Linked DNA regions of Canis lupus: region 1 is linked to region 2. A link is a contact called in public Hi-C data. All regions are on one chromosome and are shown on one strand. Each heading gives the region's core, a stretch centred on a gene start, on an enhancer-like site or on the middle of the called end of the contact. The rest is flanking DNA. Distances are from core to core; before and after follow the strand shown.

Region 1 (4,921 bases), core at 2,065-4,564, 140 kb before region 2:
CACAGAATCAAGAGCCGGCAGGCAGGGCTCCCAGGGGGTTCCTTCAGGTTGCCCATGGAGTCCAGCTCCGGGCAACAGCAGATCTTCAGTTCCTTGCTGACAGTCAGCCGAGGGCCACCCTCTGCCCCCAAGGCTGCACACTGCCTTCACTTTCACACAGCCCTTGCAGCTCCCAAGTGGGAGAGGCCATCCAACATGTTCTCACGCTCTGAAGCTCTCTGACAACCCCTGCTGGAGGAACCTCTCCACTTTTAAAGGACTCCCCAAGGTCAACCCCATTGGATAATCTCCAGGAAGGCCAACTGGCTGGAACCTTTTGTTACATCTGCAAAGTGCCTTCAGAGAAGCATCAGGATTTGTGTTGGATGGGATAACCAGAGGATGGGTATCTTGGGGCCCATCTTTAGATGGCTACCACACCTGTTATGCCCATTTTCGTTTTAGAGATGGAAAAAGAAAGTGGGAGAAGGGCAGACGGAGAGGGAGAGACTCTCAAGCAGACTCCATGACCAGCATGGAACCCAATGCAGAACTTGATCTCAGGACGGTGAGATCATGACCTGAGCAGAAATCAGGAGTCGGACGTTCAACCAACTGAGCCACTCAGATGCCCCGACCATGCTTTTTATTGGTTTATTTCAGAGTTGGACAAAAGGATGAAAATCCATGTCCCTGCTCAGGGACAATGGTAATAATGCGGTTTGTGGCAGGAGCCAACACTCTGGGTGGACAGATGCAGGATCTGGCTTCACATCTGACGGCCACACGGAAGTTGAGATTGGTCGAGGGAAATATACAAAAGCTCTGCCTTGGGGATCCCTGGGTGGCTCAGCGGTTTAGCGCCTGCCATTGGCTCAGGGCATGATCCTGGAGTCCCGGGATGGAGTCCGCGTTGGGCTTCCTGCATGGAGCCTGCTTCTCCTTCTGCCTGTGTCTCTGCCTCTCTCTCTCTCTGTGTCTCAAATAAATAAATAAATAAATATCTTTAAAAAAAAAAAACTCTGCCTTTTTCTGCCTTCATGACCTTGAAGAAGTCACCTAACCTGGCTGGGCTTTGTCCCCTCATCACCATATTGTGTGCTGATCTGAAAGGACCTCTGCCCAGAGCCTGGCACCCACCAGCTCTCGTCTATTGTGAGGATCACACTCACAGCCACATGCTGTTGAGCCATCTGTCTGCACAACTCTCACCTGAGGACGCCTTCTTAAATGTCACCCCCTCCTTGTTGGGGGCACCATACACCATTTAGCTTGTTTTTCCCACATCCCCGCCCGGACCACCTGTGCCCTTTGCTGAAAGTGTGTTCTGTGGGCTGATCCAGGATTCTTCCCAGAGAAGCGGCCTCCTCGCCATGTGGAGAGGACCTGCACTGAGTTGATGAAGGCCTCAGGGAACTACCTGAGCTGGGTCCCTAGAGCAGTAGCAAAAGGCCATCTTTGTATGTAATACCCCAGCTCCCTCTTGGAGCAGTTCCAAACATGGCCACCAGGTGGCAGCACAGGCAGCCCCTGTGGAGGGAGATTCCGAGGGGCAGGACCCAGACTCCGGGCTTGGCTTCCCGGCAGGCCTGCACCAACTGTCCCCAGGGTGGCATCACACTGCCACGACCCGTGCTTGTCTCTGTCTCGGGACCAAGTGGCTATAACTCTCTGTTGATTGCCCTCATGCTGCACTGTAAGCTATTTGGGATGCCCATCTGATTCCCTCTGAGCCCAAAGAAGTTAGGAAATGAGTATTTGTCTCTTTTAAACTTCACAACATAGGACGCCTGGGTGGCTCAGTGATCGAGCGTCCGCCTTCAGCTCAGGGCGTGATCCCGGGGTCCTGGGGCCCGAGTCCTGCACTGGGCTCCCAAGAGGGAGCCTGCTTCTCCCGCGGCCGGTCTCTGCCTCTCTTTCTCTGTGTCTCTCATGAATACGCAAAATCTTCTAAAAAATTAAACTTCACAATAAATATGATCACCGTTCTACAGGTGAGCGGATCCAGGACTGAGGCCAAGGGCAATTAAGTGGCTTGCCCAATGTCACAGCCAGTGAGAAATATGACATCATTGTTACATTTTATTAGAGGAAATTTCCAATATACGAAAGAAGAGTTATGACTCAGATGGTATTCACCATCCAGCCTCAACTATCAACATTTTGCCGCTGAGTTTCTCCTACCCTGTTTTTGTTTTTACGAGAGTATTTATCAAGCCAATCCTAAACACGGTGGCAATATAGTACAAATACTCCTGTTTGCATCTCTAAACCACCGGGCCACCTCTCTCCTTAACGTGACTCCTTACTAATACTGTCCGTGTTCGCATCTCACTTTGTCACAAATATCTTTTGTACCGTTGGTTTGCTCTATCATGATCCAAATAAGGTCCAGACACCCATTTAATCAGGTCTTCAAGCGTCTATTGTCCACCGGCTCACTTCCTTCCTTCTCCTCCAGCCCCTTAATCAATCCACAAGCCGGGTCATCGTTCCACACAGCAGCCCACCTCCTGGATCTGGCTGCTCGCCTGTCCCTGCAGCGGGCACAGACTCGGCACAGAGTAGTGTTGGCTCGACATTTTCAAGGATTTTAATGAGAGCCGGGCAAAGAGCAGAGGCTTGGTCCTCGGGAATGTGATCCTCCGCCTGGGCGGGACCACGGGCTCCAGCTTTCCACCCTGCGGGAGTGGGGGAGGCCACGGCTCCGTCCCTCCGTCCCTCCGTCCCTCCGTCCCTCCGTCCGACCCTCCGACCCTCCGACCCGGGGTGCGCGGCAGGGGCTCCCGCCGTCCCTCCCGCCGGCGGACGGGACTTCGGGCCGGCAGCGCTGGAGCAGGAGCCAAGTCGGAGCGCCCGGGACCCCTCGGCGGGGCAGCAGCCCAGGGGCGGCTCCTGTGGAGATGGCGTCGCCAGATGAATGAAAACGTCAGGACCCAGGGCACCCCGCTGCGCCCCCGCGCCCCCGCCGCCCCCCCCGCCCCGGCCCGCTCCCGCAGCGCAGGCGGCGGAAATGCCGAGGAGTCGCGCAAACCGAGTCTCGCGCGCCCAGCGCCGCACTTCCGGCGCCCCGCCCCCCCACGCTTCTCCCCCATTGGTCGCACCCTGACCGCGCCCCGCCCGCGAGCGTCCCCTCCCACAGTTCCCTTGACCTTTCACCTCCTCACCTTCTGGGGCTCCGGAAGCCCCAGGCCCCGCCCACCAGGGCGGCGAGGGGGCGGGGCGAGGGAGAGCTGTGCAGTGACCCACAATTATTGGGTAGCACCGTCTGTCCATCAAAGGGGAAGCGGCTCCGGAATGGCTGGAGACACGCGGTTGGGCGGGGAAGGAGACACGGGTCTGCGCGAGTGGCCAGGCCCTCGAGGGGGCGAGCCAGAGGCCTCCGCGCATGCCCGGTGCGTGCGCAGTGCCGACGGCGGCGACGACAGTCATGGCGGCTCGGTGCGTGAGGCTGGCGCGGCACGGCGTCCCGGCTTTGGCGCTGTGTCTCAGGTGAGGGGCGCCCGGCTGCCTGTGACCCAGGAGAGGCGCGGTCCCCAGGGCGGCTCCTCCTCGGGCGGGGCCCTGCGCCGCGTGGGCCCGGGAGCGGGCGTCGTCGGCACGAGCGAGCCGCCCCCCCCCCGGCGCCTGCCCCTCGGCCGGGGCCTCCGGCGCCCACCCGCCCGCGTGGCGGCCCCTCGCACCCCGCTCGACCCTCCAAGGCCAGGTCGCGCGCGGGGGCCGCGGGGGGCGCTCGGGCTCGTTCCCCTGCGCCGCGGAGGCTCGGCGGCCGGTGCCCTCCTGCCTGCCCCGTGAGGTGTGCGGCGGGGCTTCGGCACCCTGGGCCGGGGGAGCGCACCCGCGTGGGCGGGACACCCGGCGGGGGGTGAGACGCGGTAACCCGGAGGGCCGTGACCGCCCGGGTGCCTGGGGGAGAGGCTTTTATTTTTGGCCACGTAACTCGTGGTTTTGTTATCTGAGCTAATCGCCAGGAAAGCGTCGCCGAGGTAGGGTTAGTTTCTGGCCTTGACAGCGAGTACTGTGGCAAGGGGCTCACGTCGGGGAGTGAGCTCCCAGGAGGGGCTGGCGGGCTCTCTGACTCAGTCTCCCTGTCCGAGCCCGCCCTGCTGCGTCCCTACCCCACTGCTCCCGGCGCCTCCGCGGGCGGGATGGCTGTGCCGGCTGTGACGCCACACCCCGCATCGCACCACGGTCAAGTTATTAGCTTTTTTAAATCACAGAATATGGTAGAGAGGTTCCTGCGTTCCAGCCCGGTAGTGACCGACTGGTGGATCCTTGGGTTCTTCTCCAGGCCCAAGACACGGGTCTGCATACACAGGACTTCTGGTTCGCCCTTTCAGAAGTGGCTTCGTGTTTTGTCCCTTTTCCTGAATCGCATTGTTGACTGCACAGCACACCTGGAGCGAATCACAGAGACGATAGCTTGACGCCCACTTTGGCAGCCGCACTGCATTCCAGACTGTGGAAGCACAGTGCAGTCCGGTGCCCCCAGCTTGTTGCTGCCCAGTGCTGCCAGAAATGTCTTTGTACACGTTTTCTGTACTGATAGCTCTCCTAGTCTTTGAGGCAGTTTCCTTTAATCTGGGAAGAAAATCGACTGTAGTTTGTTTTCAGATTGAAATGTGCAATTGAGAAGAACTTTTAGAAGAAATCTGAGTTTTAAAACCATTCTGTCATACATTAATAACTTTGTGACCTTGGACTTAACCACGTAACCTTTTTCATGTGGGGATCAGATTGGATAACATCTTGAGTCACTTCCAGTATTAGGTTTAGTGCTCTTTGTTTCCCTCTGTACATCCCCCAGCTTTCCAGCCTCCAAAGCTGACTCCTTATACACATCTTTCAGAGGACCTCTGTACAAAGCCTTTCGTGCTACTCTGAGCCTCCCAAAGCATGGTTCCTCTTTTATCACTTTAAAACCCAAAATTATAGTACTTTG
Region 2 (5,569 bases), core at 703-3,202:
CCCTTCCCCTGCTCATGTTCTGGTGCTCTCTCTCCCTCTCAAATAAATAAATTTTTTAAAAAAATAAAAAATAAAGGAAGTCAAGACAACAGCAAGGTGCTAATATCCTTCTTGCTAACAGGGTCCTAAAGATGCAACCCTCCTCAACTAGCCTCAGTACATAAAATACATCATGCCCAGGAGCCTCCTGCCATAGAACTTTCCAAAGCAAAGCTTTCAATTCCATTACCGAGAAATGGTGCTGTACAATTTCAAGGCAAAAAAAGTGGGGTATTTTTGGCCGGGTAGGACTCCAGCCCCTAAATGCCCACTGCCCCAGCGGGGTCCGGAGCCCGCGGGGCCAGGCCTCCTGCTTCCTGAGGCTTCCACATCATGGCCTCACCCCCGCAGCTTCCTCCTGGCAGCTCGGGGCCCAGGGAGGGCGGCCTGTGGCGCACCCCCGACACACCAGCTCCCGACACACCCGCTCAGCGCCCCGTTCCCCGCCCTGCGGGAAGGATCCCCAGGCCCCGTCTCTCCAGCCTCTCCTGCACAGAGAGGATCTGCGGCCCGGGCGAGGGGGTCTCTGAGGCCAGCGGAGTCCCTGGCCCCGGGACAGGGAGTCTGAGAACCTGGGGGTTCTGTGGTCTGGCAGCGGTTCCAAGAACCGAGGTCGGGCGCTCCGAGGGGGAGGGGAGTCGAGGGCCCCAGACGCCGGCTGCCCCCAAGCGCAGGGGTCCCTGGTCTGGAGGGTTCCCGAGGTGGGAGGGGCCGGGGGTCGGGGCCCCCCGGGATGCTGGGCAGGATCGCGGGGTGGAGAGGATCCCGGGGGTAGGGGTCCCAAAGTGGAGGGGTCTCCCGGGAGGGGGGGCTCTAGGCCCCCAAGGATGGGGTCAGAGACCTCGAGGGTAGAGGGGCCGGCGGGGCGGCGGCGCGCGCCGGGCCAGCCCCTCTCCCGCCGGGAGCCCGGTGCATCGCAGCACAAAACTTTCCGTCAAGTTCCGGAAAAGGAGCGTGTCAGCGCGCGCGCCTCTCCGAGGGCCGGCAAGCCACGCGCCCCCGGGCCCCGCGAGGTCACCGGGCCCCACGCGCTCCCCCGGTGCGGGGCGGGGAAGCGGCGGTCGCGCGGCGAAGGGTCGCCCAGCCGGGCCCCGAGCCCGCGCGCCCCGGCCCGGCCCGGCCCGGCCCGCCTCCCGCTCCCACTCCCGCCGACGCAGCAGCAGGTGGCACCGGCCCCCCTGCTTCCCTCCCTCCCGGCCCCCGCCAGACGCCCCCAGTACCGGAGTCAGCGCGGCTCCGACGCCATCCCCGGGGCCGGCGGGCGCGCAGCCCAGACCCCGGGACCCGCAACTTGCGCGACGAGGACGCGGGGCGCGCCGCAGGCGGTGGGCCGGGCGGGCAGGTGCGCGCGAGCCGCCCGCGGCCAACAGCGGCGCGCGCCCTCGCCCCGCCCCGCGCCCTCGCCCCGCCCCGCGCCCTCGCCCCGCCCCGCGCCCTCGCCCCGCTCCGCGCCCCGCGCCCCGCCCCTCGCCCCTCGCCCTCGGCTCGCCCCGCCCCCTGCCGGCGGCCGCCGCTCTTCCGCCCGGCCGCCGCCCCGCCCCCGCCCCGCCCCCTGCCGGCGGCCGCCGCTCTTCCGCCCGGCCGCCGCCCCCCGCCGCGCCGCCGCCACCGCTGCTCGCGCTCGACGTTCTCCCTGCTGCCTGCCACTCCTCAGCCGCTCGCCCGCCGCCCGCGGGTTCCGGAGCGCCGTCACCGCCCCTCTCCTCTCCCGAGGGCCCAGTGGAGCCGCGAGGGGAGGCCGGAGGGCAACTCCGGGTCCGCCCGGCCCCGGGGACACCTGCCAGGGGCCTCCGTACCTGGTCGGCTCCACCCGCGGCCATCTTGGAAGTGGGAAGCGGCCGGGAGGGGGAAGGGGCGCGAGCGGGCAGGGACCAGGCCTGGGGAGCCGAGCGGCGGAGCGCATCGATGGGCGCCCCTGGCCCCGGGCAGCTGTGCGGAGCGGCCGGCCGGCCCGGGACGTGCGGCCCGGGGGACGTGGCTTCGGCGGCCGCCCGGCCCGGCCTTAGTCTCTCGGCCTGTGAAGCGGGCCTTTCCGCCGGTTCTCCCGGGAGCAGCTGTTGTATGGTGCCTCGCGCCGGAGTTCCCACACCTGGCTGCACTTTGGTGCTGCCGAAGGATTTGGGGAATCCGACTCCGGTGCGCGTTAAATCACGGCTTCCGGAGACAGTGGGGTGCAGTGTGGGGACCCCTGGCCTCACGCTTCTGTGCGCTCTCTGGGGTCAGTAGTGCAGAAGCAGAGGCCGGGTCTGTGATAAAGCCGTGCAGCGTGGGCGATGAGGTCACGCCCCGGGCCCCAGGGCGGGACCGGAGCCGAGGGTCGGAAGCCAGCCGCCCTCCCCGACCGCCTCCCAGCGCCGCGCGGAGCCCCCGAGGGTCTAGGCTGCCGGCGCCAGGGCGGGTTTATCGTCTGGGCCTGGCACCTGGTCGGCACTTATTGTTGCGTTCTCTTCCGGGGCCGGCAAGAGCAGAGGACAAGCCTCAGTGGCTGGCACCCCGGAGCCTGAGGGCTGTCACTGGCAGAGAGCTGGATCAGCTGGATCGGAAGGAGGATTTGAACTGGGAGAGCGGTCAGGGGCCGGAGGATGGCCTCTCCTTTGCAGAAGGCATCTAGAAGCATGTGCTGGAAGATGCATTTGTTCCAGCCATGGCCATAAACCTTGTTTCTCCTGCCTGCGAGCTAGTCCTAGGGGTAAAAACTCTTAGAGCCTACTATTGGTTATGATGGCAGGAGGGGTGAGAAATTGTTAAGTGGCAGTCTCTTAAGAGAATATATTAACACCCTTTACGGTGCCTGGTGCGTAACAGAAGCTTTACAAATGCTGACTTTCCTGGGTGGTTTTCAGGAAAAATGTTGGGTCTCCTTCAAACCCCAACACCATTTCCATTTATTTTTAGAAAACACTAACAAGAAAGTACAGACTTGCTTCAGGCCTGACTTAATTAGCAGTGTAATAAATAGGATTAATAACTCTGCGTTTACAGTGTTCCTTGCACCTCCCCCAAATCCCTTCTTGCCCTCATTCTGAGTCCTAGGGTTTTAAAGCCCCACAATGACTGGGAACCATTGTTCTGAATCCAGAACCAAAAAAAAAAAAAATTATGGCCCACAGATTTACATTTGGCGCCCTCTGTCTGCCTCTTCCTCACCCTCTCCCCATCCTGCCGCCCGCGCCCTGCTCCCTGCCCCAGCACAGAGTCCCTCCCTGGGGTCCATCAGACACTTACACCCTCAGTGTGCCAAACAATTAAAAATACAAGGAACAAGATAAGCTGTGTGGGCATCCACACTTGTGTCACCTGTGAGACCCTCGGCGCCTCCCAGCACCCATCTGTGACACAGAGACAACTGTGGCAGGGTGGTCAGTGCCGTGTCCCCCTCTGCTGCCTCACTGCTGACTGCCTTCGCAAAGTCGTGCAGACTGAACCCCGAGATCCACAGGATTCTCAGCAGCATTGCTCCTTTGAGGGCTGCCAAGCTGTTGCTTGATGTAGACAAGCACCGGCTGTCAGGGTCCTCTGCTCAGTGCCAGGCCCAGCACTGACTGACCGGTCCTTGGCTGTGTCCAGAAGCCTTTCACCATCTACAAGGCTTACGGCACCTTCGCCACCCAAGATGTGTGAGGATTAGAGACAAAGTAAGTGGCAGTGACAGGTAAATGTAAAAAATTGCCTGGCTTTGTAAGTTTGTGGCACGTTTGGGGAGCTCTTGGCACCTCCCCTGTCATACAATGTGCACAAAGTGTGTTGTCAACCGGCCAAGGTGAGGGGGCACATGAGCCTCCCAGACAGCCCACGGAGGGACTCACATCTGACCTCTGAGCCTCCCTGGGCTCAAAAGCAGGAGCAGGTGCCTGATATCCATGGAAACCACCCTCTGCTGGGCCCTGGCCACACAGGAGTGATTGACAGCCCAGAGTTCCTGCCCTCACAGGTCCCCAGTCCCGAGGGGCAGATGGACATGTCACTTCACAAATTCAGCCACATCTTGCAAGGAAAACAATGAACTGACCAGATGCAGACCCCAGAAGGGTCACAAGCACAGTGTCAGGACCCCTACAGGTCCCCAAGCCCATCCTTCAGAGGCGAAAATTGGGGCCCAAAGTGTAGGTGGGGTAGGAGGTGGGCACAGGATGAGGTCGGAGGCCTCTTGTCCTGTAAAACCCCTTTGCATCTCTTTCAGGAGATACAGGGATCAAGTCTCCCAAACACACGTTTTGCTCCTGACTTCCCCAGCCCCCTGAATGTGAGCTCCATAAATATTTGTTGAATGGATGCATAAATGCTGCTCACAGCTGCACCTGTACCTGTAGCCATCCCAGGTGCCCTGTGCTGTCCTGGCTGTTGCATGCCATTACCACAGTCGAGCCCCATAACCTGCCAGGCTGGCACAGTGATTCGCATTTTGCAGGTAAGGAGACAAGCGCTGCGCAGGGAGGCTGTTCAGTCCACGGTTCGCTGCTTGTTCTCCGCTGTCCAGAAGGCCTTGCCCGCTCACCCTCCTCCCTCCCTGCCTCCCTGTCGTCAGCCTCTGTTCAGAGCCACCAGGGCCAGACCATCCCCACAGGTCAAAGGCAGATCGCACAGCCTCCATTTATTCCAAAAACGAGTTTCTCCTCAGCCCAAGCGTTTTCAGAAATCCACCAGAAAGCTTATCCTTTCTGCCTTTACTCCTTGGAGTGTTAACTCCTTCACCGCAGAAGTGGGGCATTCACTTCTTGGAAAACAATGCCTGGAATTTGCAGTTCTTTTGATGCTTCTGGAAACTGAGCCATATAATAAGAAATTTAAAATAAATAGAAACAGAGGCAGAGGGCAGCCCGGGTAGCTCGGCGGTTTAGCACCACCTTCAGCCCAGGGTCTGATCCTGGAGACCCGGGATCGAGTCCCACATCAGGCTCCCTGCATGGAGCCTGCTTCTCCCTCTGCCTGTGTCTCTGCCCCTCTCTCTCTCTCTCTCTCTCTCTCTCTCCTCTCTCTCTTTCTCTCTCTCTCTCACTGTGTCTGTCATGAATAAATAAATAAAATATCAAAAAAAAAAAAAAAAAAAAGGCAGGGAATGCCCAGGAGCACTGGAGGTCAGCCTTCCCATACCCTCAGGCCCAGAGAAGACAGCCAGGGACACAAAGATGGAAAGGTGTCAGAATGGACCAGGGAAGCCACCAACAAGCCCCTGCACTTGGGGGCAAGAAGCAGCACTCAGATCCCCACCACCAGAGCCATCAACTGGTATTTGGCAGTTTTAACAAGTGCACTCACAAGCTTCCTACCTGCAGTCAATTAAACTCCGTGAATGCAGGGAGGCAGAACTTTTAGTAGCAACACTTTCATGAACAAGAGAAGGCATGGCTCCAGCCAAGGAGGAAGCGAAAGAAAACAAGTGTAACACACAGAATGTCTCCGGTCTATTGGTACACTTGAAAGGAGCTATTTTTATCCCAAAATTCAGGCAAAAACTATTCTAAGAAAGATGTTCACTGGTGTTATTTGCAATAGTGAAATGGACATAACATGAATGCCCGATCATGAGGGA

The links. Hi-C and Micro-C count contacts between places; a contact is called where the count stands out from the background.
Region 1: a Hi-C map of blood shows a contact between it and region 2, with 6 times the contacts expected there. The contact joins the promoter of GRPEL1 here to the promoter of TBC1D14 in region 2. A contact is called at or near these places in 3 of 9 Hi-C or Micro-C datasets (amygdala and blood).

What each region holds. Positions count from the first base shown.
Region 1 is chr3:59,655,082-59,660,002 of UU_Cfam_GSD_1.0, reverse strand. It overlaps GRPEL1 (grpE protein homolog 1, mitochondrial), which reads left to right and starts at 3,314. Exons shown (of 4, transcript XM_038533095.1): 1 at 3,314-3,471. The coding sequence starts at 3,368.
Region 2 is chr3:59,514,140-59,519,708 of UU_Cfam_GSD_1.0, reverse strand. TBC1D14 (TBC1 domain family member 14) reads right to left here and starts at 1,952. Exons shown (of 14, transcript XM_038533087.1): 1 at 1,836-1,952.